2 separate regions of the Mus musculus genome follow, and region 1 is linked to region 2. The links are chromatin contacts, called in public Hi-C maps. All regions are on one chromosome and are shown on one strand. The core of a region is the stretch at or near the end of the contact, and the rest is flanking DNA. Distances in the headings are between cores, read along the strand shown. Region 1 overlaps Gm20619 (predicted gene 20619). Region 2 overlaps Slc25a13 (solute carrier family 25 (mitochondrial carrier, adenine nucleotide translocator), member 13).

Evidence for each region. Hi-C and Micro-C count contacts between places; a contact is called where the count stands out from the background.
Region 1: a contact with region 2 is called in a Hi-C map of liver, with 1.8 times the contacts expected there. The contact joins two enhancer-like sites. A contact is called at or near these places in 7 of 484 Hi-C or Micro-C datasets (ECoMG myeloid progenitors, embryonic stem cells, liver and 3 more) and 1 of 115 datasets of contacts at active chromatin or transcription factors (embryonic stem cells).

The regions. Positions count from the first base shown.
Region 1 is chr6:6,279,889-6,284,114 of GRCm38.p6, forward strand. The region is part of intron 1 of Gm20619 (predicted gene 20619); the gene reads left to right. Among named protein-coding and RNA genes, the nearest start is that of Gm20619, 33 kb to the left of the region's middle. Within about 2 kb of position 1,468, at least 38 of the 459 cell types and tissues checked have an H3K27ac peak or open chromatin away from gene starts, as enhancers often do. A contact at or near this core is called in ECoMG myeloid progenitors and liver, where this site is marked.
Region 2 is chr6:6,147,551-6,151,504 of GRCm38.p6, forward strand. The region is part of intron 4 of Slc25a13 (solute carrier family 25 (mitochondrial carrier, adenine nucleotide translocator), member 13); the gene reads right to left. Among named protein-coding and RNA genes, the nearest start is that of Slc25a13, 68 kb to the right of the region's middle. Within about 2 kb of position 2,416, at least 45 of the 459 cell types and tissues checked have an H3K27ac peak or open chromatin away from gene starts, as enhancers often do. A contact at or near this core is called in ECoMG myeloid progenitors and liver, where this site is marked.

The DNA of each region.
Region 1 (4,226 bases), core at 218-2,717, 130 kb after region 2:
TAGTTGTGATCTACCGTGGGTGCTGGGGATAGAACCTGGGTTCTTTGGAAGAGAGAGCTAAGCTGCTAACTCATTTTCTCCAGCCCCCTCGTACAATATTCTTAAATCACTGATTTGGAGAGATTGTTTGGAATGAAATTTCTGTCTCCGAAGTTTATTTACTGTGTGAATGAAAGATGGACCGTTCAATCTACTTGGGGAGGCAAACAGATCTGTGCCAGGTATCACCAGAACTTCTACTAGGACAGTTCTCTGCCAGGTCATTGTGATTTTAAGAACTGTAAGAAAACTGATGTGTGGCCACCCATGAGTCACTGAAGGCTTGGTTCTGAAATGTCAGAGAGATGGCTTTAGCCCTCAGAGTCTTTCATGAGGAGAGACCCGCATTTGGGAGGCTCAGAGAGGAGTCACACTGACTGAGAGGCTGTGTGAAATTTCGAGATGACTTTGATGAGGGCAGGTTGGTCTGGGCTGAGAGGCTTAACAAAGCCAGGGTACAGAGGAAAGGTGCTGTGGTAATAGTCTATTTTCTTCTCAAACCCCTGTAGTGGCTATATAGCCTGCTCACAGGATCTAGGTCCCGTGTCACTGGAAACTGCCAACAGAGAGAGGAAAGACAGAAGCAGCTGCTTAAAAGCCAAGCACGGGGTTTGGAAGTTGTCTCTAAGATGGCAACAGGCTCTTGGGATCAGACAAATCAGCTCCTTTGGAGAAAAAAGCCTTCTGCTCAGACACGGCAGGGATAAAATACCGAGGAGGAACGTCATAGCTCAGAGCGCAAGTGTGACTATTTCCCCACCAGCCCAACCCACTGCTCAAGGTGATAACCCTGACTCCCCTGTTGTGATCACTGGCAAGGGAGGGCTGTACTGTTATCCTCTGTCCTTAGTAAAGTTGTCCTGGACTCAGTCTGGAATCTTGCTGGACCTCTGACTCCATCTTGAGTGGTCCGTGGAGCATCGTTAGCCGAACTGGGTTTCTTGTGGTCAAGGAAGATACAAAATTGCTGGTGGGGTGGCCACGTCAAGGCCTGGCTTGTACAGGGGACCTTCTCTCACCAGGAACCACGGGAGGCCTGACCCCGGTGCAAGGCCACATGGAAAAGCTGGCAAAACAGCCTGCCATCGGCAGAGCACAGGAAGCGGTTTGCTCTGTGGCTACACCACCCATGTGTTACACAATGTGATACGACGGGGGAGAAGTGGCTTTCTTCCTCTTCCAAATTAAAATAGCCTTTCCTTAACGAATTAATTTTTCCTTAAATTCAAGTTTTTTTTTTCCTTCCAAGTATGAAGAATGATCTAGAGAAACTTGCCTGTTGGCTGGCGAAATAAACAACGTACTAAGGGGGGGGGGGGACATGGATACGTTGACATTTCTTTCCCTCAGCGCTGAGGGTACACAGAGACAGACAGCTTGTTTCATACTGGTCAGGAGCATGTGGCTTGCTGGTCAGGGGACAGGCCAGGGAGTCAGAAAGTCTGGGTTGTATTCCCAGCTCTGGCACCACCTCACTGGGTGACCCTGACCAGTGGCTGCACCCTCAGCGTCTGTATCCAGAAAACAGGGATTTAATGACAACCCCTAGAAAGGAATGTTTGAACAGTTCCTAGGCATATGAGGCTCGATATTTTGAGGTCTCAGGCAAGCAAAGAGGACAAAAATTCCAAGATGAATTTTTTACACAGGGAAGCCTGGTTGAGAGCTCTTTAGCAACAATTGGGGCAGAGAGTGTGATAAATCCCCGGGACTGTTATAGGTAGCCTTTGATACATGGATTTAAAAACTCTCACATCTCTGAAGCCACCTTGCCACCTCCCAAAATTTCATACTGTTGGAGCTGTTGAGTTTACTGGAAAACAATTTAAAATTAAATTCCACGGCGGTGACTCCTCTCCAGCCAGGCACTAAATACTAAGGTGAAAATCTTTTGTGACAGTTAACACGATGGCTTTTCTGGGTCTTGGATTAGATATTTTAAAGATTTGTAATTTAATGTGCTGTCTCTTGTATGAACTCGAAGAAGCCACAATGTAGATATTTTTCAATTGGAAGAGGAATATTTTGGATTTGAGAGTAGGACATTTGTCTTTTGGCAGAGCCAACCTTTTATTTGTCCCATAAGGATTTCTGTGTGTGTGTGTGTGCATGTGAGTGTGTGTGTGCATGTGTGTGTGTGCATGTGAGTGTGTGCGTGTGTGTGTGTGTGCGCGTGTGTGCGTGTGTGTGTGTGCATGTGAGTGTGTGCGTGTGTGTGTGCGTGTGCATGTGAGTGTGTGTGAGTGTGTGTGCGTGTGTGTGTGCATGTGAGTGTGAGTGTGTGTGCGTGCGTGTGTGTGTGCATGTGAGTGTGAGTGTGTGTGTGTGCATGTGAGTGTGAGTGTGTGTGCGTGCGTGTGTGCGTGTGTGCGTGTGCCTGTGAGTGTGTGTGCATGTGAGTGTGTGTGCGTGCGTGTGTGTGCATGTGAGTGTGTGTGAGTGTGTGTGTGCGCATGTGAGTGTGAGTGTGTGTGTGCGTGTGAGTGTGTGTGTGAGTGTGTGAGTGTGTGTGTGAGTGTGTGTGTGTGTGAGTGTGAGTGAGTGTGTGTGTGCGTGTGTGTGTGTGCGTGTGAGTGTGTGTGAGTGTGTGTGTGTGTGTGTGTGAGTGTGTGTGTGTGTGCATGTGTGTGTGTGTGTGTGTGTGTGTGTGTGAGTGTGTGTGTGTGTGTGTGTGTGTGTGTGTGTGTGTAGAGATGAATGATGCCATACAGACCATAACCATGTGTTGAGATGGCCTATAAGGCTCCAGACACCAAGCCTGACAATCTACATCCAATTACCAGGACACATATGGGGAAGGAGAGAACTGTCTCCTTCAAAATTGTCCTGTTACCTCACATGATACACATCATAGCTTGCCCCCATCCCATACGTGTCATTCCTACACACACAAACACCCCCCCCACACACACACCCCAGAAATAAAAGCATGATAATAATAAAAATGTTAAAAGCCACAGTTAACAGAGCAGAAGTGGGGTAGGATCCTGATCCTGGCAAGTCGGCTCCAGTGGATACCAACTCTTGGCTTACAAATCTGTTTTGTAGCTGAGGGGTTATTCCACGTTTTTCCTTCTATATCTATCTGGATATCATCTGTCTATATCAATTATCTACAAATCAAAGTCATTTCATGTACAAGAATCTGTGGGTGGAAGAGGGAGGCAGAATTGGGACTTATTTACAGCCAAGCCAAGCGGGTTAGTGGCTCCTGTGCTGGGTTGAGGGATGCCTATTTTGGGTTTTGGTCATTAAAAAAAGAAGACCTTGAAAGTTTGGATGAAAACCACTCTGTAATGCTCGCTTTGATGTGCCTTGCTCTGTGCCCACATGCACTCTGTGGACCCCGGTCGGCTCAAGCATTCCATCCTCATCTGTCCTCTAACTTAAAACTGACTCTACTTATCATGGATTCTTTTCTTCATGTAAGGAGTCCATTCGAAAAAAAATAAAACCTTGTTAAAAAATAGTTTCAATAGTTAGGAGTTACTTTAACCTGAATGGAAATAGCTGTTTAAAATAATGAAAATAAAACCATGCTTACTTAAAAACATTACATATCATACAAAATATAAGGATGCTTCACCTCCTGTACAGTCCTAGCTACTGAGTATGGTTACACACTAGAGTCCTAGCTACTGAGTATGGTTACACAGTACTGTCCTAGCTACTGAGTATGGTTACACAGTACTGTCCTAGCTACTGAGTATGGTTACACACTACAGTCCTGGCTACTGAGTATGGTTACACACTACAGTCCTAGCTACTGAGTATGGTTACACACTACAGTCCTGGCTACTGAGTATAGTTACACACTACAGTCCTGGCTACTGAGTATCTTTACACAGTACAGTCCTAGCTACTGAGTATGGTTACACAGTACTGTCCTAGCTACTGAGTATGGTTACACAGTACTGTCCTAGCTACTGAGTATGGTTACACACTACAGTCCTGGCTACTGAGTATGGTTACACACTACAGTCCTAGCTACTGAGTATGGTTACACAGTCCAGTCCTAGCTACTGAGTATGGTTACACACTACAGTCCTAGCTACTGAGTATGGTTACACAGTAATGTCCTAGCTACTGAGTATGGTTACACACTACAGTCCTAGCTACTGAGTATGGTTACACAGTACTGTCCTAGCTACTGAGTATGGTTACACAGTACTGTCCTAGCTACTGAG
Region 2 (3,954 bases), core at 1,166-3,665:
GACGTAACAAAAGAGACCCAGAAGCTAACCAGGCCCCCTCTCTCCACCACCACCTCTAGCGCTCTGTCCCTGCCAACACAAGATCTTTTTTGCTACCCAAGTTACTCTTCTCTCAAAACAAAAGTCAGAAAATATGAGAAAATGCAAACAAGCCCCCCACCCCCCAAGTAGGGAAAGGCTTTCTGGAAACAACCTCTGATTGCTTCTCCCTCTTTCCATCTGACTTTTGTCTGGTGAGTTCAGGGACCACAGTCATGAAGTCAGGTGCACAAAACGGAAGCGCCCTGCACTCACCTGACCGTCTGTGAATCCACACACAAATGAAGAGCACACGCTCTCACCCTGTATAACATGCAAGGCTGGGGTCCAGGGTAGGAGAATAAGGTCACTCTCGAGCCTTCCCTGTGTTCAGGGGAAGCTCCAAGTGACCCCAGCACAGTGTGAGTGTGAGTCCCCTTTAAGATCACCACAGTAGACAGAGGTAGTAGAGCTGGGAGGTCAACACGGTGTCTCCAGCTTTTCTCACCAGAGTTACTCATCACTTGTAAAGATGCACATGGTCTTCCAGACATGCAAAGGTGCCATCCTAGACCAGGAAACCTAGAAGAGCTGTAAGGACATGAATGAGAGCCAGTGCCTGCGCTACAAGACAGCCTCGTGGAGGCAGTCAGTCAGGCTGTGCACTGGGCTTCTGCTCCTGAAGACTGTACTCATGACAGCAGGACTGAGTAGGGGAGTCCTCTTGGTTCATCCAATTCCACTGTTGTGTAGATAGATGCCTGGCTGTTTTTATTTCTTCATGTCTCTGATGAATTTCCCATAACACTTTGCTAACTTCTTATAGCACCCGTCTTCCAAAAGTCCTTAGGCTACCATGTCCCATTTGACTTCGTTGACTCAAAAGAGCTGTTAGCCACGCCTACACTTGATAACTGTGTGCTACCCTATGAAAAATCTTAGAACGTGTATATTAATCTGCAGTTCCGTAGTCATTTGGATAGTTTCGTACTGTGCATTTCCCCAGCTGAATTATCTGGAGGTGAATGGCTCAGCAGACCCAAAGCCATCATTTTAATGAGACCTGTAGGGTGATCTATCTGTGGTTTTATCATAAATGTCCACAGGTCATACACACCACCTCGTGCTTGGGGATCAAGATGTCAGTGCTCAGTTGGTCCTTCCACCATGTCCTTGTGATGACATCACAGACTCTAACCTCTGAGACCATATGCCCCAAATGAAACTCTTCTATATCTTGCTTTGATCATAGGGTCTTATCACAGAAATAGAAAAGAAACTAAGACAGCAACAGGTAGGGGAGGAGCTTCCTCATTCTTCTATTACCACTTTTATAAAGACCTTTGCTTTTCAGACATCGCCCTGATATGTAGTGGTATTTTCGTGTGGTCTCAGAACGGAGGCATTGCCTCTATTTTATAGATTAGAAAATAAATTCAGAGAGCTAAAATCAGCTGTGTGGTGGTGGCACATGACTTGGGAGTGGCAGGCAACTAGATCAAAAAAACCCTGTCTCAAAATACAAATAAACAAACAAATAAAAAGAACACACACACAGCAAAGCTAACGTCATCACCCATCCGTAAACAGCTTTTAAACAGCTTGAAAAGAGCTGAGGGAGCCAATCCTCATGCTGCTGTCCTTTTAAAATTCATAGCTAACTCGTGTCTGCTATACTCGCTTCTCCTGCCTTAACCCCTCGCCCTACATGGCTGAAAGTCTGGGTCTGTTGATTTCATGTGAAACGCCCTTCACAGGCTCCTGGGTTTTAACATGTGACTCCAGTTGGTGGTGCTGTTCTGGAAGCTTGTAAAACTTGTGAGAAGTAGAAACTCACTGGAGGAAGTAAATCACTCAGGGTAGGCCTTGGAACTTATACCACAACCTCACTTCCGATCAACCCTCTGCCTCTTCACTGTGGTCACAGTTTATCTAGCCACATCGTGTCCTGCCACACTTTCCTGTCCTGTTCCCTGCTGTAGACTATACCCCCAGAACTGTAGACCAGAGTAACTCTCTCCTCCCTTAACTCTCTTTCAGTCAAGTATGTGGTCACAACAACAAAGGAGGAACACCTGGTGCTTCTCCAGTGGGGCCCCGAGCCCAGATGTCACTGCCAATCTCCCTTGCCAATTTGTCCCTGTGCTGAAAAGAGTGCCATGTATCAAGGAGTTCATTTCTTAACTCTTTTCACCCCAGCCCAGCTCCTTCCATTTCTACTCAGATGTGTAGAGCAAAGCAAGTAGAAGAGGTGCCACACTCCATGGAACCTACAAGGTAACACTGTCCTTAGAGCAGCTTCTACTGGCTTGCATGCCACCCTGAGCTAGCTGCTCCCAGAGCCACTTCAGAGCCCTTCTACTAGAAGCTGTGTTTACAGAGCTGCTGGGGGAACTGGGTGTCTCGCCATGCAGGAATGAATAGGGCAAAAAGCCAATACAATAAATCAATTAGCCTAGCTTACCTATGGAGTGCTTATCTCCACTTGTGATAAGACAATGGGAACAACTGGGCATGGGGACAAAAAGAGCAGAGCTCATGGTGGCTACGTGTGTTTGATTGTGCTGTGTGACATCATCTGCATTTGTCCCTGGTCTGTGAACTTCCCACAACACACTAAAACAACACAAGATGTCTGAACAAATTAGAAACAGAATCCAAACATTTAAAGAGGGCATCGTGAAGGGGTTAATCTTCCTAACAACTTGACTGCCCTTAGAATCACCATGCAGACACACTTTGGGATGTATCACTATCTCAAAGGTGTTTCCAGAAAGGTCTAACTGAAAAGGGGATGACCCACCTTGAATCTGGGTGGCAATGTCCCAGTGGCTGAAGATTCAGACCGAACAAGAAGGGGAAAACCAGTGGAGTGTCAATGTGCAATTATTCGCACAATATGATGAGCTGTCTCATGTTCCTGCTTTGTGCTCCCCTCTCCATGCCTTCCTCATAAGGTCTAATATTTCAAAGTGTAAATAAAGCAGGTGCTTTCTCTCTTCAGTTGCCTTCTATTGGATATGTGGTCATAGCAACAAGAAAACTGATACACACACGTTGGCCATCTCCTTTAAAGCACAACTTCCATGCTCAAAGAGCTCCAGGCTTGTTTCTAAGCAAGAGTGGAGCAGGGTTGCAGGAACCTTTATCAGAAGCCATCACAGAACCTCTCCAGAACCTCACTAAAAAACTCTTTTAAAATGAGTTTACTCCAGCCTCAGAATTTCCAGGTCTTTGTCTTCTATACTTAGATTTCGGGGTTTTCTGTAGCTTTGCAGCAAACTTTGATGAAGATGCTCCTGCCTTTTCATATTAAAGGCTGCCACTGGACAAGCTCCATGTGCACAACAGATGGAAAGAACCAGTTCAAAGCTCAAGGGATCCGGAACCATGCAACCGAAAGCAGCAAACTGTTCCATGAAGACCAGGCGACCACAAGAAGTACTGGGAGTGTGGGAACCTCTGGTGTGGGTGGCCTATAACCGCCATTGCCCCAGGCAGTGGAAAGCATGGTTCACAGAGAGAGAAAAGGGGACACAAGTCCTTTCTAGTGGTCACCCTCTGCGACTGTCCAAGGAGTCTACCTAACTAAAACAGAGTATGAAAGCTAAACCAGAGCAGAGTCCATCCTCTGCAAAGAGAAGATATGTGAGCCATAGCCCCAAATGCAGTTCAGTTCAAAGGGACATGCTAACTTCTTCAAGGAATGTGTGGGCCAGCCACGCCACAAGCCCTTTGATCTACCGTGGTGTCCTGCCTTCGAGATAGGCTAGGGCAACGGTGGCACAAAGCTTGTGGGAGTGACCGACTAATAACTGCTTTGACTTAAGGTTCATTCCGAGATATGGAACCCATATTCAACACTGCTTGTGAGACAAAAAAGCCTGAGAATAGATGTCCCAGTGACTTAGGGTAAAACCAAACCACTGTTCTAAA